Regions from separate parts of the Mus musculus genome. Here region 2 is linked to region 1. A link is a contact called in public promoter capture Hi-C data. All regions are on one chromosome and are shown on one strand. Each heading gives the region's core, a stretch centred on a gene start, on an enhancer-like site or on the middle of the called end of the contact. The rest is flanking DNA. Distances are from core to core; before and after follow the strand shown. Region 1 overlaps Abcg5 (ATP binding cassette subfamily G member 5). Region 2 overlaps Epas1 (endothelial PAS domain protein 1).

Evidence for each region. Capture Hi-C pulls out chosen DNA fragments and counts their contacts.
Region 2: a promoter capture Hi-C map of liver shows a contact between it and region 1, with 3 times the contacts expected there. The contact joins two enhancer-like sites.

The regions. Positions count from the first base shown.
Region 1 is chr17:84,668,641-84,675,842 of GRCm38.p6, forward strand. Abcg5 (ATP binding cassette subfamily G member 5) reads right to left here. Exons shown (of 13, transcript NM_031884.2): 5 at 4,883-5,015; 6 at 3,514-3,653; 7 at 2,482-2,611; 8 at 1,582-1,795; 9 at 1,277-1,482; 10 at 302-440. Among named protein-coding and RNA genes, the nearest start is that of Abcg5, 11 kb to the right of the region's middle. Within about 2 kb of position 3,906, at least 18 of the 459 cell types and tissues checked have an H3K27ac peak or open chromatin away from gene starts, as enhancers often do. A contact at or near this core is called in liver, where this site is marked.
Region 2 is chr17:86,798,490-86,805,691 of GRCm38.p6, forward strand. Epas1 (endothelial PAS domain protein 1) reads left to right here. Exons shown (of 16, transcript NM_010137.3): 3 at 6,704-6,855. Among named protein-coding and RNA genes, the nearest start is that of Epas1, 48 kb to the left of the region's middle. Within about 2 kb of position 3,567, at least 79 of the 459 cell types and tissues checked have an H3K27ac peak or open chromatin away from gene starts, as enhancers often do. A contact at or near this core is called in liver, where this site is marked.

The sequences.
Region 1 (7,202 bases), core at 2,656-5,155:
GCAAAGCTTCAGGCCGAGGGGCTGCTATGCCCTGGGGAGGCCAGCTAGCCCGGGCACCTGTGTCCCAGCTTCTTGTGAACACCTCTTCTGTAGCCCAGACCCTCAGAGTATGACACAGTCGTGCTGGCTGCTCTTGGGTCCCAGGCAGCCCTCGGGGCAGGGGGGGGGTGCCCTGTTATTGCATAGACAAGGATGGAGCGGTTCTCCGGGGAGCTAGCTGCATCACACGTGGGCCATCACCTCCGTGACCCCACGAGGAACCTGGCTCAGGGGATCCGAATGCCCCTGGACACCGCCTTACCAATAACACACACTGCTGAAAATGACCGTGGCGATGACGCTGAAGGGGAGGACGTGTAGCACGTAGGCGAGCAGCATCTGCCACTTATGATACAGGCCATCCTGACTCTCCTGGTCGCTGACGGCTCTCAGCATGGGAACTGGCATAGAAGAGAAACAGTAAGTCACTGCACCGCTGAGGGAGGGAAGGCTACCCAGGCTGAACTCGACGTCAGCCAAGATGGTGGCCAGAATCACGAAAAGACAATACAAGCTCCCACCTCAAAAAACCTACATACTACCTGGGGGCAGTGTGGTAGCAAAGACCCCACACTTTGCTCTCTTCTCTCTGAAGTAATAAAGCGCACAGAAAGGGGGTGTGAGTGAGTGACTCAGAGTCACTTGTCCTCTCTTGCAGGATCCTGGTCCCCACAGCAGCCAGGACATTGCTTCCCAGGAGCTGGAAAAGCCTGGTAGAGGCAGAGGCTTAACCATCACCCTCCTCCCCGTCTGCAGCCAACTTTCCAAAGCACCGGTCTTCCCTCTTCCCTGCCCTTGGTGTTACATTTTGGAAGTTCCTCCAATGCCTATTCTGCGGCAAACCATAGCGCCAGGCAGCACAGTGCTGCCTCTGGGTCCCCTCTGGGTTTAAAAATTAGGTGTTGGCGCTTCCAAAATAGGATCCAGCATGATAACCGAGTCTGTGCCAACTGAAAGTCCTGTTCTAACAAGAGTGAAATGTTGAAAATCTCTTTTCAAATTCTGTGTCACATCACCTGGCGTTTTCTGGGTCCTTCAACCCTCAGAGATGCCCATTTGGTGAGCTCACATCAAGGGGATCCTACAGTAAATCACCTTTCCTTGGAGAACTGAGGGAAGGGCAGGCTTAGCTTAGAGAAATTCCTTTCTAATGGTGAGCTTTTGGAAGGCAACATCTGGAGCAGACAGCCTTGGGGGAGAGAGCTGCACCCACACACACACACACACAGGCACTTACACAGATTCACAGCATTGAGCATGCCGGTGTATGGGGTGGCACCCACAAGCTGATAGAGCAGCCCCACGCGGTCCTGCACAGCGCCCTTTAGCGTGTTGTTCTGGACGCGGAGAAGGTAGAAAATGAGGAAGAGGCCCATGATCAGATTCTGAACGAGACGCATAATCACTGCCTGCTTATTCCTCATTAAGTTTCTTGTTACTCGCCTGAAAACCAAACGAGACCATTTCAGGTCCTTTATTTCATCATTGTAAATGAGTGTGAAGAGCTAAGACAGCCCTTGGCTGTGTTTCCAAGGCTCTTACCTCAGCAGGACACCAAGCTTGCCGAACATCCCAGGAGGATCTTTTGTTTTGAAAGGAACCGTGGGTAAGGTTTTCAGGTATCGTGCTCTTTCAATGTTCTCCAGAATTTTGTGATAGATGTCAGATTCCTTGAAGGCACATTCCAGCATCTGTACTCGCTTGTACGTTTCTATTTCCCGCTCTCTGCTTTGGGTGTCCACTGATGTCAAGTCCACTAAAAGTTTTCCCCAAAACATATGTGTTTCTAAATACACATGCACACACACACACAAGCACACAATGGGCAATCATACATGATTCAGCAGCCACTCTTTACCCTATCTCAATGGAGAAGCTCTTATCACTAATGACTGTCTGGTATACTAGAATGTCTACAGCTACCCAGAAAGGCCATGAGCATCCCATGACAACTGCCTGGGAGGATTCCAAAATGCGACTAGTTTTTCTCTGACAGTCTGCGAGAGAAGCCCCATCGTATGCTCTGCTCAGTCAGTAGAGGCAGGTTAACTGACCTGCCAAATTAACTCCTTGAAAAACAAGAGAATATCAAAACAAAGGCATAAGCAAAAGTCACTAAACCAAAAGCCTAGAAGAGCCGGTGTCATCCATGCCAAAATCAAAGATAAGGAAGATTTAGGGCTGGCAAGATGGCTCAGCAGGTAAAGGCGATTGCAACCAAGCCTGATGACCTAACTTTGATCCCTAGAAGCCATGTCGTAAAAGGAGAGAGCCAACTTCTCCGGTTGGTTGTCCGCCAACCTCTACATGTAGACTATAGCACAAATGTGCATGTAGGCACAGGAGTGAATACACACACACACATACACACACACTAAAAAAAAAAATTAAAAAATATTTCCAAACAGCCATGTTAGTAAACATTTTTAAGAATACACTTACTGTAAAAATCAAAGGGATTGGAATGTTCAGGACAGGGGTAACCACAGTTATTGAAGAAGCCAAGCATCTCCTCTGGGGTGCCACAGAACACCAACTCTCCGTAAGTCAGGATGGCAATTTTGTCGAAGTGCTGCTTGGACAATAGATGGTGTTAGTGTGTGCTCCAAAGCCTGGGTTACTCCCATATATGGGTGTTGTTATATGCCTCTGAGTCCCAGAATCAATCACACTTGGGCCACTGAGAGAGTGGCCATAAGCAACCAGAGTAGTGTTTTGTGTGTTGCTTGGTTTTGAAATATTAAATCATTATCAATTGACAAACAAACAAATACTGGCTAACTAAAAGGATGCCATGGGTATCAAATGAAATTTCTTTGGGGTAAAGTCTATAATGTGGTGATGAAATGGGGCTTTGGTGGCTAACTAAGTCATGATGCCACTGCCAGGTGCCTCCCCTCCCCGTGTGTGTGTGTGTGTGTGTGTGTGTGTGTGTGTGTGTGTGTGTACATGCACGCATCAACATCATGTGTCTTGCTTAATTACTCTCCATCTTGTTTGAGACAGTGTCCCTTACTGAACTTAGGGATTCAGCTAGACAAAATGGCCAGCAAGCCCCAGAGACCTTCCTGCCTCTGCCTCCCTTGCCCTGGGTACCAACACCTCAGTGCCCAGCTTTTACAGTCATGGGGAGTCCAAACTCAGAGCAAGCACATTACCAACTGAGCCATCTCTCCAAGCTGCCACTGGCAGCATTTTACCAACTGTGTGATTCTGGCTCCATTTCAAGTCATTTCTAACTTGTCCCCTTTTCTCCCTTCAAGTGTGTATGTGGATGCTTAACCCCAGGATTGCTTTGTGGACTAAATGATGGTGGCCTGAATGAGCTAGTGTATAGACTATGCTTGGCATGCCTTTGGTACTGTGTAAATCAGCCTGTGTTCTCTCATTACTGGCGTGTGCTCTTTACCCTGCCCTGCCATTCCCGGTTCAAGACACCATGCTCCTACCATTGGGTTCAGTGCATTCCCTTACTTGGAAGAGCTCAGAGCGAGGCTGGTGGATGGTGACAATCACAATTCGGTCCCTGCGAGCCAGCTCAGCCAAGAGAAGGACAATTTGATTTGCAGTCATGCAGTCCAGTCCTGTGGTTGGCTCATCTAGCATCATGACCTCTGCCGGCAAAGAAGGGTCAGGTATCTGAACCACTGCCCAGCATGCTCTGTACTTAAACCTCAGTGTTTCTGACCAGTCCTTCATTGAGACGCCGTACCCCATCCAAACTGCGTGGTGAGAAGTAGCCACATGGAAACTGGCTTTCAACCTGAGCCCAGGAGAAAGAACCTGACCTGGGACGACCCAGCTCTCAGCTCTGGAGCACACCTGGAGATAGGAGAGAGACCGTATCAGGCCTCTTTGTACTTTGGACTACTTGGGCTCCATGCCTGGGACACTGACAGAGACCAGGGCTAGCAGGCAGGCTTAGGGAGGGTAAGGAAGTAGCTAACGTTTACCTAGCCCAACCCTGATTCATACCAGGGCACTTTGCAATATTAATGAGGTCTGGTCTTTGCACAGCAGAAGGAAGAAACAAGGTCTGAAGTGCCAGTAGCTGGACAGGAATTGGCTGAGCTCCTTAGACGCTTTAACTATATCCCATGTCTGCCCAAGAAGTGACAAGGGTTTTTTTATCGTCTCCTGACCAAGCGCCGTCAGAAGAGGCAGGTTTATTCTAATGCAGAGTAAAGAAAGAATCCAGGTGCAAAATGACCTCTTGAAGGAGCACGTGAGTGGTAAGGTTGGTCAAGTTGGGAGAATGAGCAAACCAGGCTGGGGGAGGCAGAGGACTGGCTACCTCACCTTCATAACCTCTTCCCTAGTGGACCACAGATACACAAACAGGATACTCTTAAGAGATGTTCAGGGTGAATGGTTTTTGTGGTGGTAGCCCTAACTCTGAATAACCTGGTAACCATGGCAACCATAAGCTGAAGGTGCATTTAATACACCCAACCTACCGAGCATCTTAGCTGGGTAACAGTGCACTGCAGGGCCAGTCATTTCCTCTCACGGGCTCACTGCTGCTACCTAGCATCATGAGGGGATGTGCTACCATTTATCATTAGTCTGAGAGAGGATCAACGGTCACAGTTCAGTTGCGCATGTATCACTTTCACGTTTCTGTAAAGCTGACCTGTGATAAGTTAAGGGACTGTCTCCCAATTACAAACCCTCACCAGGAAATGAACTACATGACACTTTCTAACATTGGGATCTCGAATTTTCGAAACCCTGGGGAATCCCAATCCTATACAAATCATTTTTACCTGGGAACTGTGAGGACAGAGCCTCAAGCGCACAAGGACCCCTTTAGCATCTGGTGACCGGTTTGTGTCCCACTTACTGGGGTCCTGAAGGAGTTGGGCTGCGATGGAAACTCGGCGCCGCTCGCCACTGGAAATTCCCCCAAAATTATAGCTGCCAATCATTTGGTCCGCCACGTGGCTCAGGCTCAGCTCTGTCATGACTGCCTCTACCTGTAAGAGACACAATACCCCAGGGCTGCCACCTGTATCTATGGCTGACACTTCAGTTTCTGGGCTGTGATGGCCCCAGAGAGATAACACTGCTCTAAAGTACAAGGGCTACTTTCAGACCCACCATACCCTGGGGAGAAAAGTCCATTAGTAAAATCCACCTTAGTTTAATACATAATACACCGGTCAGATTTAAATAAAAGTTTTAAGTCCCTGGGAGACAAAAAAAAAAATTGCTTATTCTTGCAACAGAAAAATGTCCCAAAGGCATCATTATGACATAGATTATGTTAAGTATTTGGGTTTTGAAATTTTATTATCATAAACATTTTCTGTGCTTTAAAAAAAAACAATTTGGTTTGAAGTGGCCCCCTTATCCCCTTTGTAACGAAGTAAGTCCTGGAGGCTCAAGTGGCCAATCACAATGTGGTTTTACATCAAAGGAATATAATCCAACCTCCAAAAGTAATTAAAAGCCATTCTAATCTTTACTCAAATCTCTCCGGGAAACTTCAAAGAGTCCCCAACATATAATCCGCAGCTCTGTGCTTGTCCAGGCTTCTAATTCCCCACCAATCCTCTCCATTCTCCTACCCTGCGGCTCCCTGCAGTCCGCTTCTTATTCCGACTCTCCACACCATAACATTCCAAAACAGTGCTCACTGGCTTGCTAAGAAGGCTGCCCTTTCTCCCTCCACTGCTTCGGTTTACTGCAGCCCCCAGAGACCTTTGGGAAATCTCTACCTCTCTCCTTCCTCGATCCCTGAGTCTGCAGGAAGCCCTGGGGGAAGCAGGGGCAGGAATGAAATAATATAGCCAAGAATTTGTTCCTAGCTGCCTTTAATGAGATTGTGTCCCTTTCAAAATGAAAAAAAAAAAAAGAGAGAGAGAGAGAAAGAAAGAAAGAAAGAAACGGGCACATTTCTTCGAAAAAGAGCCGCAATATGACTGCAGGCAAAGAGATGTAGTAGCTTTTGGAGCAGAGTTCCAGGGAAGAGCAGCCAGAGTCACCAGCGTAAATGAAGCCCTGGCCTACAGACGATGCGAAGGAGAAACGAGGCTATCAGAAAGCCAGTAAGATCTGATCTGGAAAAAAAACACAGAGTCTCCTCTTAGAGTCAGATGGAAGGATCCCAGAACGGAGCTTTGCCTGACTCGTGGGTGCTCTGAATGGAACCCTGCTTGGTCCTCTGAAGAAACAGCCAGTGCTCTTAGCCACTTATCTACAGAGCCATCTCTCCAGCTCCCTTCTCAAAAAACTTTCTCCTATCATTTTAGATTTAAAGAAATTACTAAAGCAAGCAGAGAGACAGCTGCAGAGGGACTACATGGCTTGTCTCTTCCTCTGTCGCCCGGCTAGACCCACCAAGCCACGTGAACATGTTTCTGCACAACCACCTCCCAGGAGAGTATACATGTCCTCCTCTCAGACTGTATGGTTCTCAAGAAAGCATGGAGTCAGAGGGTGTGGGTTTTCCCCATGGGGTGGAGATGAAGTTCCCTCCCCCAGCTAATATTAGATATCAGTGAGATAATATTAATATCAGTGAGATACTGTATTTGTACAAGCCTGCTGAATGCCAGCCAGAGAAGGCACCAGAGACAGGACCCATGTAACACCCCTGAGCTCTCTGGGTAACCTTAGTGGGAGAGATAGATGGCTGAGGCATCGCTCTGTGGGGGCTGGGCACCTCCCGCCAACTGCCTCCCTCAGCTGTCCAGGATTCTTAAGTATAAGCAGTCTGCTCACTTTCCCAAGAGCTCGGTAAGACGCCCACCTACTTCCTAGGGAGCTGTTCCTGTTGCAGGTGACAGCCCTGCCTGGTGCTATTTTTTTCCCAAGTTTCCCAGGCCTTCATAGTTCAGACTGAAGGAAGCAATGTTTCTAACTAAGATCAAGGTGAATTTATTTACAGCTACTTGCAAAATGGGTGTGGCCAACAATCAAACCTAGATGAAAAATGACTCCATAGTTTCTTCCTTAATGGAAGAAACTTAGTCTCCTTTGCATGCATGAAGCCCCGTTAAAGACAAGATAGATAAGCGGGTAACAGCACCGACCACCTGAATTGGATCCCCTAAAGCCACGTGATGGAAGGACTAAACCAGAGGCATAACCAGACTTGGATTGGAGTGGTCACGTTTCAGATCTTCAGACAGCTCATGTAGCTGCCGCTTAGGATGGCA
Region 2 (7,202 bases), core at 2,317-4,816, 2.1 Mb after region 1:
TGTGCTATTCTGGGCCCCTGTGCACAGGAAGGATATATGGGAAAGACCTTCGGAGGTTAGAATGGCTGCTCATCCCATCGTCCTCCTCTAACCCCCAGGCTGGAGGCTAAGCCTGGGCTGCAAGGCTGAGGTGACCGTGCTGTTACAGAAATGAGCAGAGAGTGGAGAAAGCAAGGGCGGAGCCGCTGCACACACAGCAGGGCAACAGCAATTACTCAGATTTAGACGGTGAAAATGGTTGAGGGAAGCTCAGGCTAAGGACTTGTAAAGCCTGGACTGCTAAATAAAAAGGCAGACTCGGAGGTGTCTCACCCATGCCCCATGCATGCCTTCATTTTACAGAGGATTGTCCTCTTGGAGAAATGAGGACGACAGTTCGGTGATTTGTAGGATTTTGCAAAGCCTGTCAGGCAAAAAAAAAAAAAAAAAAAAAAAAAAAAAAAAAGAAATGTAGATAAGGGGCAGGGAGCCAATGTCCAAGTGAAGCAGCTAGAGCCTGACCAGGACTAGCCAGGAGCAGTGGGTGGCCAGGAGGTTCTGAGAGCTGTGTCTTGCTGCCGTAGCAGGGACACATTGTCTGTGCTCGCCCACACAGAAGCCTGTGTGTCTTCCTCGATGGGTCGAGGTTGATTTGCAGAGGGCTTGGCTAGGGTTGGATCTTCCGAGCTTATCTGCCCTCATGTGTCCTGGTGCAACCCCTCCCGCACTCCACGTACTACACAAAGCCACAGATACAAGAGCAGACACCACACGGAGCAGACATCTCAGGAGCTCTGAGCCTTGAGAACAAGGACTGCCTACTCTCTAGACAGCATAAGCACGGACAGACCAGAACCCTTGGCGCGTCAGCTATGGGGCTCCCAGGCCTGAAGAAAGAAAAGTTAGAGATTGATAAACAAGTTTTGGTCATCTGGTCCTGGTGACCTTAAAGAAGTGCTCCTGAGTCCAGCCACGGAAGGAGATGTGGCTTAGTTCTCCTTCTCTGCCATTTCTCCAGGCTCCTACCAGGCACTCTCGGGACTGGTTATTTCCAGAAATGGAATGTAAAATGAGCCTTTTCCTCCCCACCCACCCTTTGTTTTAGTGTGTGCATGCGTGCTCTGGAGAGGTTAGGGAAGAGCGTCGAAGTCTTGCTTAAAGACTTCAACCTCCCTTCTTTTAGACAGGACCTCTCGCTCGACTCGAAGCTCACGATTTTAGCTAGGTTGGCTGGCTGGCAAACTCACAGGATCCTGACTGTGCAGGTCAACATTGGGGTTCCGGGCACACACAGCCAACCTGTCAATGCCGAGGACTCGAACTCACATCTTCATGCCTGGGCAGCCAGTGCTCTTATGCACTTAGCCACCCAAGTGGCTCATTGTTTTAAATTTTCACCTATTATATGCATGTGTTTGTGGAGGGGAGGAAAGGACAACTTTTGGGAGTTGATTCTCCCTCCCCACCATGGATAGGGTTCCAACCAAGTTGTCAGGTCTGAATAGAAGGCCTTTTTACCTGCTAAGCCATCGTTTCAACCCTGAACCATAGGTCTTTATGTTTTGTTTTTGTTGGTTAGTTGGTTTGGGGGTTGTGTTTGTTTGTTTGTTTGTTTGTTGTTTGTTTTTTGAGACAGGGTTTCTCTGTATAGCCCTGGCTGTCCTGGAACTCACTCTGTAGACCAGGCTGGCCTCGAACTCAGAAATCTGCCTGTCTCTGCCTCGCAAGTGCTGTGGGTTTTTTGTTTGTTTGTTTGTTTGTTTGTTTTATGTGACAAAAAGTTTAGAGGATCTTTGAGCAGATATCCTCCTGCACTTTGCTTATTGGTGTTGCTGCCATCTCTCTCAGAAACATTGTACACAGCTCTATCTCATTGGACCGCAGAGTCCATGAAACATTGTTGGATGATATGAAAGTCTAGCCTGTTGTACAAGTTATAGCTTTGAAGTAAGTCTAACAAAAGAAACGATGTAAGAGAAAAATCAGAGCGAACTCTAATGTCTTTGGACCCACCTTTTAGCAGTTACGTGTTACAGTGTTACAACATATACTTTCCCAACTCAAAACAAACTACAGACTCATTACTTAGGCAAGTGGAGTTTTGTATACCTCAGAGTTCAAACGCCTAAAAAATACCAGGCTTAGCGTTAGGGCCAGTTTCTTCTTTACTTAGCAGCACACTTCCTTTGATTTTCACAGTAGGCTGCAGTGTGTGGGAATGTTGGGGAGGAAGCCTCCGCGCTGAGAACTCCAGGCTGAGTCGGGCCACAGTTGAGATTCATATCACAGGAAACAAACCGAAACAATAGCTTTACGATACTTGCTTCCACACTGGCCCAGGAGGACAGAACACACTGTGGCGGGAACATGGGTGGAAATATCACTTGATTGTCTTAAATCCAGATGAACCCTGCGCTCTGGGGCTGAAGTGGAGTCGCTTCTGCGTCCCAAGAGCTTTAGACCGCAGTAAATGTATAGAATGTGCATTCGCCCCAATTCTGATTTGAGGCTTCCCAGACTCATATGTAAAAAAATCAAATTCTCATTACTGCAGAGTTGGAGATCAGCACAAAGCCAGGTTTCTAGACATAAATGTCAAGTTTATTTTTGATTATTTTGATTTGAATTTGTTTATGTTTTATTCCTGGCATTTGCCTAGTGAAGTCACACAGTCTGCTCAGGATATGATTCTCCGATCCCTGAGACATTAAAATCCAGGACATGGTTTTAAAGCTTTCACCATGACTTCTCAGGAAAAGTGGGACAAAGGGGACAGAATTACAGCAGCAGATGTGATTTCTGTGCCCTCCTATGCCTTGTGGTAAGACCTGTTTTCCCTGGTTTTCAGCCCAATTGTTTTACTGTCCCACCTCCCCCGGCCCCACCTATACTCAAAATCAAGGCCTTTTCTGTCCTGTTTGGAAGGAGGCCAGTAAGATGATTCATGCCAGGATGTTACTGGCTGAGAGCAGCCAGCGGTCCCTTCAAGAAAGTCTAACCTTGCTTATAGCATTCTCTTAAAGCAAAGAGTCTGGCCAGTCAGCGACAGTCACTGACTGTAGCGCCCCATAGCATTTTATGAAGGCTAGCGCAGCAAGCAAGGGTGGGGGAGCAGGTGTGAAAAGAACAAAATAAAAATCTCCAATGCTGGACTTGTGGGGCACACCAGGAGAGCAGCAGCAAGGCCAGCTGAGATCTATCACTCTGCAGAAAGTGTGAGATAGCCCCAGCCTGCTCACAGTGCGGCATAAGGCACAGTAAGTGGCCCACACTCTTTATGTTTGCCGTCAGTATGCCCGGAAGACGCGTGCACAGCCTTTGAAAGGAAAGACCCTGCGGAGATAACTAAGTAGCAAGCACCAGGGAAGTAGGAAACCTGTATCGGAGCTTGTTAGGAACAAGGAGTTTCTTGAAGATGGAAACATCTAGAAGGATCATCCGGGTGAAGTAAGAAAGCAGCAGCCTTACGGCTGGCACAGCCAGGCCTCAAAGACCCAGTTAGAAGCCACCTGCTCTGCCACCTGCTAGTTCACACAAGGCAAGTGGCTCTACCATACTGGTGTGCCACCCAACATGGGCGGTGCTGCCTAAAGGAAATGAGCAGTGCTCCGGAAAAGGCCCTCCACAGCCTTCTCAGCGGCACATATCCTGGCGGTGGGAGCCATCAAAGCCTGTTTACTGGGGCTATTTTTAGCATTAAAGAATTTCGTGGTCCTTCTCAAAGGAGACAGTTCGTCTATACCAGTTCTTTGAGATTCGAACCCTGACAGATTCTGGGAAGCAAATGGCCAGGATGTAGAACCTGAGCTATTTAGACCACCCAGCCCAGTTCCTTAGCAAGCACCTACTTTATTTTGTACCAATGGTTTGCTCTCCGTTGTTATCAGCATCCCCAGGAGGGGCTTAGGCTCTTCGACAGATGTCTTCCTGGCAGTTTGTTGGTTCCTGAATTGCACCCTTCCTTGCAGTATCCCCAGCTCTCCCTGAGACAGGACTGAGTGTGTAATGAGTGCTGTGAGCCAGGGAAGCCATGGAGGAAAAGCCTTAGTAACTGCAGGGAGGGAGGGAGGTCTGGTGTGCGCAGCCGCCAGGCATAGCAGTTTTTAGCAGAATTGTGACAGGAGGCTCAGGGCTCTGGGTGCAGCAGGGGGATGTCTGCCTCCCTCTTGGCTGGGAGTGACCTAGCCAAGTTCCTTCAGAGACTCCCAGGAGGACAAGCAGGTGCTAAAAGAGCAAATAGTTCCACTGAAGGAAGGGGCCACACCCAAGCTGGGCTGCTCTAGGGTCGCAGGGAAGGGGTGGGGGAGGGTGCTATTGGCCATTGTGACTTCAGTCTCAAGATGTTCCATGTCTGTGGCCCCAGACACCCTTCTCCCTCCTCTCTAAAGGGCAGTCCACCTGCCACTGTAGCCAATTTCGCCACCTCCTGGAAGTAAGCGTGCTGGACAGTTCGGAAAGGCCGCTTGGCTGTGCCGGGCCTGTTAAAAACAGGAAACTTTAAGCAGAACTATTTTCTCTGGGTCTAGTTAACCCCGATAGGTTGTCTTGGGATTACTCCAGATTTTGAAGTCAGTGTTGCCACTGAGATCAAAGAAGCTGAAGTGAAAATAAATTCTCAGTAGGCCTCAGCACTAGCCTCTGTCTGTCTGGAGAAAGTAGCCACCTCGCCCTATAACCCAAATGCAGCTGAAACCTTCTCCGGGCATGTTTCCGGGGTCAGGCACCCTTTGCCCAGACTGGCTGGTTTTCCTGACGTGGGGGATAGTCTTCAGCACGTGGTCTCTGGAGCGACAGCTTTGACACCCTCTGAACACTTTTTGTTGATGTTGTTGTTGTTGTTAAAGGAAGAAAAGGCACTTTTTCAGCTTCCCTGAATTAGGAAGGAAGCCTGGGAGGAGGTAGAACCTTCCAGCACCACCCTGGGTGGGGTGCGGCCTCCTCGTACTAGCCAGGTCTTGGGCTCTGAGCTCAGCTTAAATTTTCAGCAGAGGGTTCCACGTTTTTATTTTACTTTGCACAAATCCCGCAAGTTGCATAGCAGTCCTGGGCCCGCCAGAGGTCCTGGCCCACCCACTCAGCCTTGGCTAGACTTGAACTCACTATGTAGACCAAGATGGCCTGGAATTCACAGAGATCTACCTGCCTCTGCCTCCTGATAGCTGGGATTAAAGACCTGCTCTAACACACCTGGTTAAATCCAGATTTCTAAAGCACACACATATTTGACATTAAATAATGAACAAGAAGAGGGCATAGCCTGTGGTCTGAGGATAACAGCCAGGAGCCGGAACAAGAGCTGAGCTTAGATTGCAGAGGTGGACTTGGTAGTCCAGGACACACAGAGTGCATGGTTGGGGGTAGAGTTCCCCCACAACGCCCCCTAGTGTCTGCCTCTTGTCCCTCACGGCTTTGTGCCTCTAAGTTCCATTCTCTTTCGACTATTCTATGTGCTATCTATCCCCGGACTTATGTCCCCAAAGTGGTGCTCTGAGAAGCCACCTCTCTGCCCCTTGACTGGAAGAGAAGCTTTGGGACACTGGGCTCCCTTATTGTCCCAGTCTCTGATATTGGGCCATGGATCTTCTGCCTCTAGCTGGCCTCTTGTCTGTCCTGGGAGGAAGGCTGTCTGTGTGTCCTGCAGTGGTGGCCCAATCCTGTCCAGTTGCCTGACAGACCTCTCTTTCCATACTCATGTGAACTCACATTCCAGGTGAATTAGCAAATTGCTCTTTCTAACTCTATGAAGAATGGAGCTGGAATTTTGCTGGGGATTGTGTTGAATCTGTAGAATGCTTTCGGCAAGATGGCCATTCTCACTATCTTAATCCTGCCAATCCATGAGTGTGGGAGATATTTCATGTTTCCTCTCCATCCTATGTCTTCTTTTTTAGAGTCATCTCTCCTCTGACTGCTGGAGCTTGTGCTCTCTGTACCCCTTCTTTGGTACCCCATGGTAATGTGCGTGAGGGCTTATTTAGCTTTGTGAGGTTGTGAGCCACGAACTCGCCACCTTGGCTCTGATTTGAGATAGTAATGGTGTCTTAGAGGAGGGAGCAGATGAGGTAGAGCTTGTAGTCGTTGATATCACTTTAAGCAGTTAATTTACTTAACCTTACAATTCATGAAGATGGGAATCGCTATCCTGGTTTGCTGGTGGAGGACTCCAGCGTTCAATCGTTACCCAAAGTCATAAGCAAGTGGGAAGCAGATGTAGGAATAGATACAACATTTGACTCCGAAGCTTGTGAGGTGGTTGAACGTGGCCCTGCACTTAGCTCCTGGGGCTTCCTAACATTCTAGACATCATAGCCTTTGGAAAAATGGCTTGACTCAGAAGTCTTGCACTATAAAATGAGACTGCAAATGGTACATGCCTTGTGCGTTATTGAAAAGCCAATGTAGAGTGTTTAATGCTGGGTCTGTCTGTGGTTGATGTTCCACTTACGTTAGCAGCTAAAATAACTGCTGCTGCTGCTGCGAGGTCTAGCATTCTATCTGTAGCCTCTACCCCCAGCCTTCCTATTGGTACAGCAAATTCTGCTACCACAGAAACCACGCTGTCCCACAGTCATTGTCAATGTGGCCTGGGTGTTCCACCAGGCATGTGGCAAATGTTAGATGGTTGGTAGTGTGCCTTTCCCTGTGCCCTGGAGCCATGCCTGTCCCCTCGGTCATGTCTGTTTTAACACTCGTGCCCCTGTTGTTCATTCCCCTCTCTCTCCAGTCTGCTCTGAAAATGAATCTGAAGCTGAGGCCGACCAGCAAATGGATAACTTGTACCTGAAAGCCTTGGAGGGTTTCATTGCTGTGGTGACCCAAGACGGTGACATGATCTTTCTGTCGGAAAACATCAGCAAGTTCATGGGACTTACTCAGGTGACACCCTCTGCCTCGTTCAGTAGGAAAAACATGTCTTTATTTGGGGATAGACACTAACGGGGGGTCCTAGGCATAGTCTTACTTGACTTTTCCTTATGCATTCCCATATGATGATGACAGTCCTTAGGACTTCCCAATGTCATGGGGCTTGACATTCCTTGTGGCTGCCCTGACAGGTCTCTTCTAGCTAGATTAACTTGGCAAAAGTATAAATCAAGCCCTTGTTGCCATCAACATTGCTCTGATACGTCTGTAAGTCCATAGACCCAATATTGACTGGAGACTATTGATAACCACTCAGTTCATCCCCCTGCCTGTCTCTGAATGCAGACATTATCCTAGCT